3 separate regions of the Ovis aries genome follow, and all the other regions are linked to region 3. A link is a contact called in public Hi-C data. All regions are on one chromosome and are shown on one strand. Each heading gives the region's core, a stretch centred on a gene start, on an enhancer-like site or on the middle of the called end of the contact. The rest is flanking DNA. Distances are from core to core; before and after follow the strand shown.

Region 1 (4,432 bases), core at 270-2,769, 290 kb after region 3:
GGAATGCGACACTTCTAACCTAAAACAGAAAAATGCATTATGCTGAAGAACAACTGCTCTCCACTTTCAAATCACTGGTATCAGAGTGAATGGCTTGGTTTTTTTTTTCTCCTCCGCAATCATGTCCCAAGGACACATCACAGTCACACCAACAAAATGTTAGGCAGCTCTGTTTAGTCTCAAGATTTATTTCCTCATCTCAGAAGACAATAATTTTAGATTATCTTCACTTTGTTACTATAACTCATTACTAAAAAGATAAAGAACATATTTATTATTATTATATAAGAGAGGCTTCCCTGGTGGCTCAGTGGTAAAGAACCTGTCAGCCAATGCAGGAGACATGGGTTCGACCCCTGGGTCAGGAAGATCCCCTGGAGAAGGAACTGACAACCCACTCCAGTATTCTCGCCTGGGAAATCCCACGGACAGAAGGAACCTAGCAGGCTACAGTCCATAGGGTCACAAGATTTGGATACAACTTAGCAACTAAACAATATGTAAGAACATGTATTAAGGTATTATTACCTTAATTCTTACACACAGTACAGAATTCTTTAAAAAAAAATCAACTGCACATAAATACATCTTTAGAAGAGTACCTGACAGAACTAATTCCTGTACCTTTTCAGTAGCTGTTATCATTTCCACACCCAGAGAACGAAGCAGATTTGGTCTACCGAAAGGCGATGGGTCTGAAACAGACTCAGGAAGCCATTGGCCTCTTCTAATTTGGTGTAAACAGAGATTTACAGTCATTTCGATTCAGCAACCTAAGTTCTTTTAGGAATGAGATGAAGGAAATGGTAGTAAAAGAAATGTGAGCAGTATGTCATTAACAATGTGAGAAGGGCCCAGTGTGAATCAGTCTGGTGGAAAATGTGTGCTCTTAAGATGTGCTGAGGTGTGATGACCACGTCAAGCTGTGCTCAAACCCGCAATTCAGGTGGACTGATGGTATTTCGTGGGGATGGTCTATGATGATCAAGTTACCACTGGATACACTAAAAATGACATCTTCTGTACTGAGCAATCTGCATCACGGAAAACAATTTCTCAACACAAAGGACACTCCTCCGGTCTTAGCCACAGATTGGCAATTAGGGAAGTGTGGTTCTAGCCTGTCTTCATCAATTATCTGCACCACAGACTCTGACAAGTTCCTCTTCCAGACAGAGGAAGCTACAACTTATCCAATCCACCTTAAGAGGGCTGTGAGAAGATGCACATTAAAGTCAAGTGCTGTGCAGGGAGGGAGAAGGGACCCTGGCTGGAATCAGCAGTTTCATGATCAGCCCTCAAGTCTGTGTGGCTGTACTGTGTTTCCCTGCCTTTCTCTCCCCTTACTATTAATATATAAGATTGTTTTTTAGGCTCATTATTGCTTCACACACTCCCTGCTAGGAAGGAAATATTTCTATGCAATAAAAATTCTTTTGGTGTTTTTTACTCCCTTCTGATCCATGCAAAACAGGAAAGCATGACACATTGCCTTTTATGGTTACAAAAGATCCAGACTAAGGTTCTTAATGTTCTTAGACAATTGTACTCATAATATTACCACAACACTTTCCTAACTTAACACTGTTGGATGAGGAAAAGATGCCTTACATACTCCAAGCTTAGTATGTCTCCAGGGAAGACATATCCTGACAAATGTTTACTAAATCAAGTTACCAGCTAATCAACCAGGGAATTCACTGAAATAATGAAATTGATATGCTTGTTGAGGGCTACTAAAAATGAGAATGTCAAGGTAATTTTACAAGGCTTTAAAAGCAATTTTATTTTATTTGAACCATGCTCTAAACAATGTGGTCTACAGGGCACTAAAACTCAAAGGCATGGAGGGTCTCTCATAACAGGATCACTTGTTTTGTTTACTGTTATTCATAACCATTACCACAGAAAGTGCTGGAAAAATGGAATATCCACATGAAAAAGAATCAAGCTGCACCCTTACCTAACACCATATACAAAAATTAACTCTAAAAATTAACCTAAATGTAAGAACTAAAACAATAAAATTCTTAGACAAAAACACAGGACAAAAGCTTCACACTAGCTTTGGCAATGATTTCTTGGATATGATACCAAAAGCACAGATAACAAGAAACAACATGCAAATCTGATTCCATAAGGAATTTTTAAAATTTTGTGCATCAAAAGTATCAACTGAATAACAAGGCAACTCACAGAAAGGGAAAAAATGTTCACAAAGCATACATTTGATAAGGGATTAATGTCTAGAATATAGAGAGAATGCCTGAAACTCAACATCAAAAAAACAAAATAACCTGACTCAAAAATGGACAAAGGACTTACACAGACATTTCTCCGAAGAAGATATATGAAAGACCAATAAGCACATCAAAAGATCTCCAATATCACTTATCATTACGGAAACTGCTGATCAAAACAATAAGACACCACCTCACCCACATTAGGATAGCTACTCTCAAACACACAGAGAACAACAAGTACTAGCAAGGATGTGGAGAAACTGAAATTCTGTGCACTGCTGGTAGGAATGTAAAACGGTAAAGCTGCTGTGGAAAACAGTATGACAGTTCCTCAAAAAATTAAACATAGAATTACTGAATGACCCAGCAATTTCACTTCTGGATATACCCAAAAGAACTGAAAGCAAGGTGTTGAAGAGATATTTGTACACTTATTTTCATAGCAACATTATTCACAATAGCTAAAATGTGGAAGCAACCAAAGTATACATTGAAAGATGAACAGATAAGCAAAATATAGTGTATACACACACACACACACATATGTACACGTTAGACTATTATTCAGCCTTTAAGAGGAACAAAATTCTGCATTACTCTACAGATGAACTCTGAGGACACTGTGCTAAAATCAGCAAGTTAACAAAAAGACAAACACTATATGATTCTATTTATATGAGATACCTAGAGTCGTCAAAATCATGGAGACAGAAAGTGTGACCATGATTTCCCAGGGGCTCAAGGGAGGGGAGAATGGGAAGTTATTGTTTACTGAGCACAGAGTGTCATTTTTACAACCTGAAAGGAGTTATGAAGATGGACAGCAGTGATAGCTGTACAACAATGTGAATGCATTTAAACCACTGAACTCTGTACTACTTAAAAATGATTAAGATGGAAAATTCTGTCATATATATCTTACCACAATTTTTAAAAAAAAACCTCAGCTGATAGATAGCTCATCCATAAGCAGTACCATCTCTTCCATTAGTTGTGGAGATTTTTTTTCCTCTTAGGCAAGGCAGGTAGTTTATGGATTTTTCTGCCTCATCCAAGTAGTCTGCCCAATAGACAGACTATGTAACTCTCTATCTACATAACTGAGATCACACTCACTTTCCCCCAATGTTCCAATATTGCTTTCATTTAAGAATGCCCAGGTCCTTAATAATTTTTTAAATGGTGTATGAGACAGTTATTTTTAAATGAGAATCACAGAATTTTAAGGATGAACCTCAGAGATTATCTAGTCAAATTCTGGAATTAAAAATAAGAAGGCTGAAACTCAGACAGGTTTCTTAATGTCCCAGAAAACATGATTAATTAAGGACAAATAAAAATCCAACCTAAAAATTGGTACTTATAAAAAGTTACTCATTTTACAAAAGGACTGCTGAAGGGTTCCTTAAAAAATGAGCTCCTGTAGTTCCTTATTAAGAATTTATTATGCAAATAAATGTATGTACAGTAAATCCATAGACATATACCTCTCGTACATAGTTAACTATGAGCCAAGATTCATGACTGATCTTTGGGTAACATATCTGTAAAACAGTAGAAAATGACTTTTACTGTTTATGCCACTGTGAACAAGACATTAGGATAATTCTGCTTTCTTCAAAAGGGTCCATCTGAGAACAAAAAAGTAAAGCATTTTATCTTCTAATGTCTTTGACACTGTTTCAATCAATAAAATTAAATCCATCCATCTTTACTGCAAATTAAAGGGGGTGCTTACATTTACAGAGAATCATATTCCTTAATAAGCACTGTAAATCCAAATAATGTAATTAGACTCTGAATTTCCCATGAAAAGAATTATGAAGGAGAGATACTTGACCAAGGATCTAGAGCTCAAAATTTTATTTTGAAATATATACAAAGGGAGTTACTCAGATTTCCTGGATCTTTCCAATGTATACATTACTGAACTTTTTTGTGGTTTTATCCTGTTAAAAATAACAAACAAATACACTGGTCATATTTATCAACAGTGAAATAATGTACTTACTATACAGAACAAAGTTTACATAAATAATATTGTACTGCAGTTCAATAAGTAATCATAAAACTTTTCTTTAGTAAGCTATATTTCCTAATAAAGGAAGCAAAGAGCTTTTATTTACCTTTTATTCTAATTCCTGCCTTATTTTTATGACAACAAAAAAGAAAATGAGGAAACACTGTCA
Region 2 (4,444 bases), core at 1,512-4,011, 460 kb after region 3:
ATCCCACATCAAAAGCAAATTAATTTCCTGCAAGTTACAATTGCAAGTAAATGATGTGCTCATTCTAGTTTTCATATACTGTGCCCTATGAGGATTTACAGCTCCCTGCGAAATGCTGAAAACTAGTACCCATTTTATACATTTCAGAGTAATAAAGCGCAAAAAAATAAATAACAATCATAAAAACAAATAATAACAAAAAACCCACTGTGACCCTACATACTGATGACACCCAAAAGTACCTCTGAAGTAGAAAAAGCTTTATACTTTAGTATTCAAATCATCTTTTCTGCAAATATAAAACAAGGTCCTCCTCTGACCACTTAACAGATGGCCTCCCACCACCATTCCAATATGTCATCACAAAATAAGAATAAACATCTAATGCACTGTATTATCAGTCATAAAAATCAAGTACATTTTATAACACTTTATCACTTATAAAGAGCTTCCATAAACATTAGTGCACTTGACCTCCACAATTCTGGATGGTAAGGCATATATTAGAATTCCCATTTTACAGATGACATAGATAATTTATAATTTGTCTTTGAATAATATACTAGACCATATTATCACTTTGAAGCCTATTTTTTTCCTATTTCTGCAACATTTCCACTTTTATTTCTGCTCATTGATGTCACAGTTCTTGAAAGGATGCTTATCTAGATCATATGCAAAACAGAAATACTCGTTTTGGAAAAAAGCAAAAGGACCTTACCTACACTACAAAATTATTCTTCCATGTATTTTCCCACAATACCTATTATTATTTCATCTCTCATTTCTATGAAAAATGGAAACAGAACCAATACATTCTCAAAATCTACTGAATATCAGGCACTATATTACCCATCTCTAGCTGCAATTTCATTTACTTCCCAACAACTACCTAGTCCTCTGTTTAATATTTTTGTTCCCATTTCAGAGATAAGAAAACTAATGTTGAGCAAGACTAAGTAACTTACTTAAAGTTACAAACCTAGCAAGCAGAAGGATTGGAATCCAAATCCAGATCTCCCTCAAAGTCCACTATACCTAACTTCTTCTCAAATAAACACCAAAGAGGAAAGCATCAACGCGAATTTGTTTTTTCAAAAGCATACATCTAGTAAAAAAAACAAAAAAGTCATGAATTTAGACTAACGGTTTCTTGACAACTAGAAACAAATTAGACTAATGTTGGCCTACTGCTGAAGCTGGCCTAAGTGATTCACTAGGTAAAATGCTAGAGGGAACAAACCTGCTCCAGAAACCAAACTATACTTAAGGTGACAACACCCCATCCAATTCAGCAACTGTCATGACCTTAGAATGACACCTGAAGGAATGAATTTGTCTTTGTTTCCTGAGCACCCATAATACTATCTTTTGACAGTGCAAGATTTCACGCAGCATTAAAATGTTACAAGCACAGCTGCTGTGACTTCTCTAGACGAGAGAGAGGGGGGGGAAAAACCTGACTCCAAAATCAGAGGTCACCGAATAGCTAAAAATGATAGTTCTTTGGCTTCTGAGCAGGATACACAGATGGGGGATGATCTCCCAGTAGTATTTTTTACACAACAAAGCACAATAATCGATCCCAGATAGGCAAAAATTTACTGTGGCCCGTTTCCCTTGAAAGCTAGTTGTGAAATTTCTATTTCCTGATTTTGACGTGTAATATACAGAAGGAAATGCAGAAATACAATTTTTACAGAGCTCTGCTGCCTCAAGATAGGGTCACATGAGGTACTTCGATGGGCAGTCTGGGGAATACAAACACGTCTAAAGCATCGTCTACCTTCTCCCAATTAAGATGGGATGACAAACACGGAAACACGTGCCCAGCTTACGTCATGGAACGGAAAGGGGTGGCGTCCTGCTGCGTCACGTCGACGTCATACGGCGCACGAGGGAAGTACACAGGGGAAGTAATTTCTCCAAGGGGCAGCATTCAGGAAAAACAATCAGCTCGAACCCAAAGAATGACCACCCCGCTCTAAAAGGGGACAACTTCTCCCAAATTGTATGATCCCCTAATCAGGCAGGAAAAAGCAAAGAGTCTTGAGCTTAATCAGGAACCAGGGGGCGGGCTAGGTGTGGAGACAGGTCAGCCTCTGGCCTTGGGGGCTCGTTCTTGAGGGGACTAGCGTGACGGGAATGAGTAGGGCATCTTTGGGACAGGGGCCTTCTCTATAGGAAGAGAAGGAGAGCCCTGGGCATATGTAAAACCACGGTCCTCATAGCCACCTGTGCAACTCGGGATCCAACCTCCCCGCACCAGCCCCAGTCCAGGTACCTGGAACTTAAGTCGGATCGGTAACCGGCGACTACGTGGGGTACAGGTTACCCGAGCGCGCCCCCGACCGACGCACCAACCTGCGCGCGCACCGCGGGCCGGATGCGTGCGCGTCCCCGGACGTCCCGCCCCGCCCCGCCCCCTCGGCGGCCCTGGAGCTGGGCGGCGTGCGCGTCCCCGGCCGCGCCAGGCCTGGCGCTCGGAAGGGCGTCCCCCGAGTGCCTGAAAGTTCCTACCTCCGCGCCTACCTCGTGCGTGGCGAGCTGCGCGGAGTCTGGAACTCGTAGGATGGCTCTACTACGAGAGACTGTGCAGGAAGACAATTTCTGGAAAAACTGGGGGCAGTTGGTGCATGGGGTTATTTCGGGCATCCAGGTGGGCGACCCACCCGGGCGTCCGGAAGGCCCGCGTCGTTAGGGAACGTGTGAGCGGCGTCTCTGGTTACGGGGTGGGGCAAAGGTTAAAGGGCAGCCTCCAGGTTGGACACTGCCGACTTTGAGCAATGGCCGCGTCTGGGGACTCTGGGAGGCAGTGGCAGGAGGAGGTGGCGGAGGCGGCGGCGGCGGTGGTGGTGGTGGGCTCCTGCATGACCGACCTGGTCAGGTTAGTTCGGGACCAGCGCGCAGAGGCTGCGCCTCCAGCGCTCTCTTCTCTCTGCCTTGGAACTAGGGCTTTGGGGATGGAGTGTTGACTTTGGATGTGAGCTACTCAGTCTGTAAAGAATCTGCCCGCAGTGCGGGAGACCCGGATTCGATCCCTGGACCGGGAAGATTCCCCACGAGAAGGGAATGGCTACCCACTCCAGTATTCTTGCCTGGAGAATTCCATGGACAGAGGAGCCTGGCGAGCTACATTCTATGGGGGCACAAAAGACTCGGACACAACTGAGCGACTAACCCACAGATTTCCCCAGCCCGCCTCGCGTGCCTCCATAGGGTAGAAGAGGGAAGTTTGAGTTTGTAAAGGTCATTGTCAGATGAGGGAACATAAAGGCCAGCCTGTAGTGACAGCTCTCGTTTAACTAGCAGCGCCTCTAGAGATCTGGTCCTGTTTTCTTGACTAGGCTGCTAAACCTATTTCCTGGCTAGCCGAGTGACTTTGGCCAAGTCATTTTACCTCCGAGAATGTGCCCACTTAACACGGTTGTTTTGCACACTAAATGGAGAAAACTGTTTTGAGCTGTAATACTATCCAGGTTGGGTATTATACGTGTGAATGTGTAGAAAATGGGTGGAGCCTAAGACAAAATTTTAGGCGGTCATCTTTCACCATATTGATTGTCAGCTTGCTTGCATATCATATTTACAGATTATTTTTCAGTATTAGAGTAACCATAGGTTACCTGTGGCAAGCCAAATGTGAATCAAATTAAAAATCCAGTATATACAACCATTTTAAAGTCATTGAATAAACAAAATATGCTAGATGAAAATAGCTGAGTTAGGGCAGTGAGACTGAATGGAGAGATCGTTCCAAGATATCTTTTTTTTAATGAAATCGCCTTTTTGATTGTAAAAGTAATGTATGTTTATTTTAAAGAAAAAAAATGTTCCAAGAAAATCCTACCATTTAGATTGCTTGAGTTTAATTTTTTGGTGAGTGGCTTTTCAGATATACTGCTGTTTTTATATTATAAAAATAAAAAATGATCACACTACAGTAAGACCTTATCTGTCCTGACACCTTGCCTTTTCAAAGGACAGCTGAGAACCTGGAAATAAAAAGACCTTGGGACTAGCAAAATTAGTCACCAAATACCTGCACTAAACTACCTGTGATTTACTTAAAAACTAGTTTTAGGGTCTTCACATAACTGACCAAATCTTACATTGTTTACAATGTTTATAAGCTGAGTTCAGTTCAGTCGCTCAGTCGTGTCTGACTCTTTGCGACCCCATGAATCACAGGACGCCAGGCCTCCCTGTCCATCACCAACTCCCAGAGTTCACTCAGACTCACATCCATGGAGTCAGTCATGCCATCCAGCCATCTCATCCTCTGTCGTCCCCTTCTCCTCCTGCCTCCAATCCCTCCCAGCATCAGAGTCTTTTCCAATGAGTCAACTCTTTGCATGAGGTGGCCAAAGTACTGGAGTTTCAGCTTTAGCATCATTCCTTCCAAAGAAATCCCAGGGCTGATCTCCTTCAGAATAGATTGGTT
Region 3 (4,275 bases), core at 738-3,237:
TAACCAGAGCAGCTCTTGCCGCAGCCAACTGGGCTAGAGACTCGGCAGATCCTGATTAAGACGGGCTTCAGGCTCTAGCAGCCTTGTTTAAGTCAGCTCCCTCACAAGCTTCTGGGTGGGTGGGTGAGGTGGGGGTGGCTGTTGCAGAGGGCCGGCACCCCACCAGCACCACCAACCTAGCAGCAACTTTCTGGTATTTATTCTGGTATTTATAGACAGAGATGGCAGGCACAACCCCTCCAGTACAAACCAGTCCGCCTGCTTTAGAAACAAGTTATTTCTCGGCTTCCAGAACCATTCAGGAGCCTAGAGGAAGTCTCTCCAGCCTCCCTTCTTTCTGCAGCCGTCCTGGCCCTAGGTACTCCCCAGACCCCAAGGCGCCCCTTTGGGTGGCAGTTCAGGCTCCTAGTCCTACCCTAACAGGAGGTGGAAGGGCGCAGGGTACACAGACGCACGCAGCCTGAGCCAATCAAGGCTCACCTCCTCCTTCCTGACCTTCGCACCTGATTCCCTGAGTGACAACTCTCGCCCTCACTCTGGATCACTTGAAGGAGCCCAACCAGTTTCTGAGTCCCCAACTTCTTTCCGAAATTAACTAAAACCAACGGCGGGAGAAGGTGCGGGGTCGGGGTGGGGAAAGAAGGAGAAGGCTTTTTCGCAGGAATAAGTTCTCTAGATGTCGGAAGGGGCCCGTGCGTAAAAAATTTGGGGAGCGGGGGATCCACCACGGAGATAGAGGGGAATGGAGATGAATTCCTGGGAGAGGAGGGAGGCACCGGCTTCTGGGAACGGGACCTGCAATTCCAGGAGCTTGTCTGGATACGATGTAGTGTGAAGGACAGGGTTTGTAGGTTCTTTCAGCCCACTCGCCGCTCCAGTTTGGAAAAAAAAAAGGGGGGGGGGTTGGCGAGGGTAGAGGGGGTGAAAGGAGGTGTGGGCAGGAGATGAGAATTCAGAACTTACAATGGTGGCCCGCAGGTATTTTCTCACCAAACCGAGAAAGGGCAAAGAAAGCAAAAGAGGCAGTGGCGGCGAGAGGAAGGCGGGGGTCCACCCGCGTCGCCAGGTGCACCCGGGGCCCGCACCTACCTGCTGGCCGCCGCCGCCGCTGGAGTAGGACTCGGCGTGCGCAGGAGAGCCGCTGCTGCCCCGGGACGAGGTGTCAAAGTTCCCGGGATAATCCTGGTACATGATCCGCGGTGGGGGCCCGAGAGGAAACAGGGTGTTTTTCTTCCCCCGCCCTCGCCGCGGCCGCGCACCGGCTGCTGTGCGCTGGCTCTCTGCTGGCCGCGCCTCGGGCTTGTCCCCCTCGGCGGAGGCACCCCGGGAACGGCCCCCTGAGCGCCGAGCGCTACACCACTTCTTTGCTGCTCTGCGAGCGCCGCGGGACCAGTTGTCCACCCAGTCCCTCCCTCTAAAAAGTCCGCGCGTCCCTCGGTCCCTCCCCTGCGCGCGCCCTCCCGCCCCCGCGCGCAATCGGAGCCCAGCCGGGACCGCCGGCTCAGTCAAAAATCGGTAATTAAAAAAGAATGGGAGTCAACCCAGCGGGTCAAGCCTGCCAGGTCTGGGGACCCCAGATGTCAGCGCAGAAAAGAAAGGAGGGAAAAAAAGGGGGGGCAGAAAGAAAGGCTGCCCGCTTGGAGAAACTTCTATTTCCTCCTTTTAGAAAAGGAGCTGAGAATAAACTTCCTGTGGCCGACTCGCCGCCGGAGTTTGGAGCGGCTCGGACACTTGACTAGGAGAAGAAGGCAGCCTGTGCCCGGCCCGCGGCCCGGGAGGATCCAGCTGAGCCGGCGTGGAGAGGGACGCGGTGCCGCAGCTCCGGCGCCCGGACCTGCACCCCTTTCCCGGCTCCCTCTCCCGGACGGGCCCGCCTCGCCCGTCCGCGCCTCTCTCTCTCCCTCTCTCGGTCTCCGCCGAGCGCCGCTCGCTTGCTCGCTGGTTTGCTCGGAGCCCCAGCGCTCTGCCCGAGATGAGTCACTACAATGGCACGATTTCAACTCCACACTCTTTATTCTCCAGCCCCTGTACCTCACGTCAACCCGACTCCACCTTGCAGGGAGGAGCGCGCGGGGAGGCGGGGGGAGAAGGCCGAGGAGGAGGGGGAGGAGGAGGAAGACGCGCGGGAGGAGGCGGGCGCAGCGCTCCCCTATCTGCCCCGGCTCCTGGCCGCGCTGACGCCAGCCGCACACCCTGCGCGAGGAAGGAAGGCGGTGGCGGGGGTGGGAGCGGACCGCTGGCGCGGTTTGGGGGAGCCGAGGCAGCCTGGCCCATCCCCACCCCCCGGGCCACGCGCCCTTGGTCTGTTCCACTGGCGCACGTTGCCAAAGATGGTCATTTGCGTTAGAGGACGCGAGTGCGGGTTCCCTAGCTTTCGGGTGACGTGGAGGGAGAGGGATTCCCTCGCCGGCTCCCGAGCGCGCCACGGCCTCCCCACCTTCTCCACCGCCTGGGAAAGGGGCGCGGGGCGGGGCCCCTGCGAGGGCTGCCGCGGGGCCCTCGGCGCCTGGTTTCAGAAAATAATCACAGTCCTGAAGAGCGAGACTGGCGGTTCAGTGCGGCGCCACCGCGAGGCCGGGAGCCGGGCGCGCAGAGCCGCTCGCAGGGAGGGCGCGGCCGCGCACGGTCGTCGGCGCCCTTCGCGGCGCCACCCGGAGCAACGGGCGCCCTGGGCGCCCTGGGTATCCGCGCCTCCCTGCGGCCGGGCCTTGGCGGGGCGCAGCGCCGCCGGGCGGGGCCGACCTGCCTATTTTCCCTTCCGCGGCTGGCTGCCCACTGCTTCCCGCCCCCCTCCCCTTTCTTTTCGGCTCTGCAATTAATTTGTTAGGAGCAGCCTTGAAGACGAAATTAACCAGTCAAGACATTCCGGCCGCCCTCTATGCTGGGCAATTAAGATGCATCTAATAGTAATCGGGCATTATAAGCAACCTCGACTATTACGAATTTGAAAGGAAAAAAAAAACCAAACAGGGAAGAGGGAGGCCCGAGAGAGGGCGTGCCCCAACGTTGTCTTCAGCTGTTTTGGAGCGAAGTTCAGGCAGTAGGTAGTCCGGATTCCTAGTTTGTCCCGCCTCGCGGGGCGGGGCGGGGCGAGGTGCGGGGTAAAGAGCACAGGCCTTGGAGTGTGAACGCCAGGCTGTGCTGCTTACGGGCTGTGAGACTTTGGGCGAGTCCCTTAACCTCTCTGGGCTTCAGTTTCTTTCTGTAAAACGAAGGGATTGAGACATGACCTTCTAAGGCCCTTGTCAGTTCTGGAACTTCAATCCTTCTGCAGAGATGATGATCCGGAGGAGCACTGTACTAGGAGTCAAGGAAATCGAATTTTGCTCCACGCTTTGCCTTAGTCTCATACCCAGCTCTTAGTGTACCAGCGGGAAGATGCGCGAAGGCTGTGAAGCGTTGTGCACTGTAACACATCACAGTTTCGGCCCTCAGTCTCCTTATCTGTAAAGTGGGGGTGTTGCTAGGAAAGAAAAATAGAACCCAGCCGGGAACTCAAAGCTTTCCCGGGGCTCTATATAAAGCGCTGGCGTTTCCGGGACGGCTGGCGGCATCTGGCCGCCCCAATGGCCCCAAGATACGGTAATCCTAAACAATACTCGGGGTCATTGTTTACAACTATAAAACACATTCTGTCCTCGGCTCCATCCCCAAGGACGCGCGTGGAGAGGCGAGGCTGGCTGGGCTCCTCGCACCTCCCTCGCCGCCTGCAGCGTAGCGTCCGCAACTCCACAGGTCGCGGCGAGAAGTGCGAGGCAGATGGATGCGCACACCCAGCGCGGTCTTGGCGTTTTTGCCATCTCTCTCTTTTTTTAATCCCGCGTCCTGCCTGCCTGGGTGTGTTTATGCTCCTCTCCCAGCAGGGCTGAGTAAATGCAGTCCTTTGACGCAAAACCGTTCAGCCCTTTCCCCAGCGGCAGCGGCAAAACCCAGAAAACTGGAGGTGGGGACGGGGTGGGGGGAGCGCAGGAGAAGAAATCGTGACACTCTCTGACTCGCCCCTCAGTCGCCTCCCGCACCGCACGGTCCTCGGCCGGCCTGGCGAACTCCTAGGTGGGGCTACAAAGTCAGGCGCGGTCCGGGCGTCCAGCGCCCTCCTGGGAGCAGCGGCGTGTCCAAGCGGCGCTAACAGACACACTTTTAGTTTTTCTTTGAGCTGCAGAGGCTACCCGGCCCTCCCCCACCCTGCGCTTGAAAATCCAGCGCTTCTGGGTCTCTCCCACACAGTCCTTCCAGTAATTCGCGGGGAAAGAAGGAGGGGGAAAGGGAGCCTAT

What was found. A called contact is a pair of places that touch in the nucleus more often than the background predicts.
Region 1: a Hi-C map of tail adipose tissue shows a contact between it and region 3, with 2.3 times the contacts expected there. The contact joins the enhancer-like site here to the promoter of FOSL2 in region 3. A contact is called at or near these places in 3 of 16 Hi-C or Micro-C datasets (skin fibroblasts and tail adipose tissue).
Region 2: a Hi-C map of muscle shows a contact between it and region 3, with 6 times the contacts expected there. The contact joins the promoter of RBKS here to the promoter of FOSL2 in region 3. A contact is called at or near these places in 4 of 16 Hi-C or Micro-C datasets (mixed tissues, muscle and tail adipose tissue).

What each region holds. Positions count from the first base shown.
Region 1 is chr3:35,051,593-35,056,024 of ARS-UI_Ramb_v3.0, reverse strand. All of the region lies in intron 6 of BABAM2 (BRISC and BRCA1 A complex member 2), which reads right to left. Among named protein-coding and RNA genes, the nearest start is that of TRNAC-GCA, 130 kb to the right of the region's middle. Within about 2 kb of position 1,519, at least 15 of the 54 cell types and tissues checked have an H3K27ac peak or open chromatin away from gene starts, as enhancers often do. A contact at or near this core is called in tail adipose tissue, where this site is marked.
Region 2 is chr3:34,888,055-34,892,498 of ARS-UI_Ramb_v3.0, reverse strand. RBKS (ribokinase) reads left to right here and starts at 2,761. Exons shown (of 8, transcript XM_027966632.3): 1 at 2,761-2,887. The coding sequence starts at 2,787. The region is part of intron 1 of BABAM2 (BRISC and BRCA1 A complex member 2); the gene reads right to left.
Region 3 is chr3:35,342,704-35,346,978 of ARS-UI_Ramb_v3.0, reverse strand. It overlaps FOSL2 (FOS like 2, AP-1 transcription factor subunit), which reads right to left and starts at 1,987. Exons shown (of 4, transcript XM_027966637.3): 1 at 1,090-1,987. The coding sequence starts at 1,191.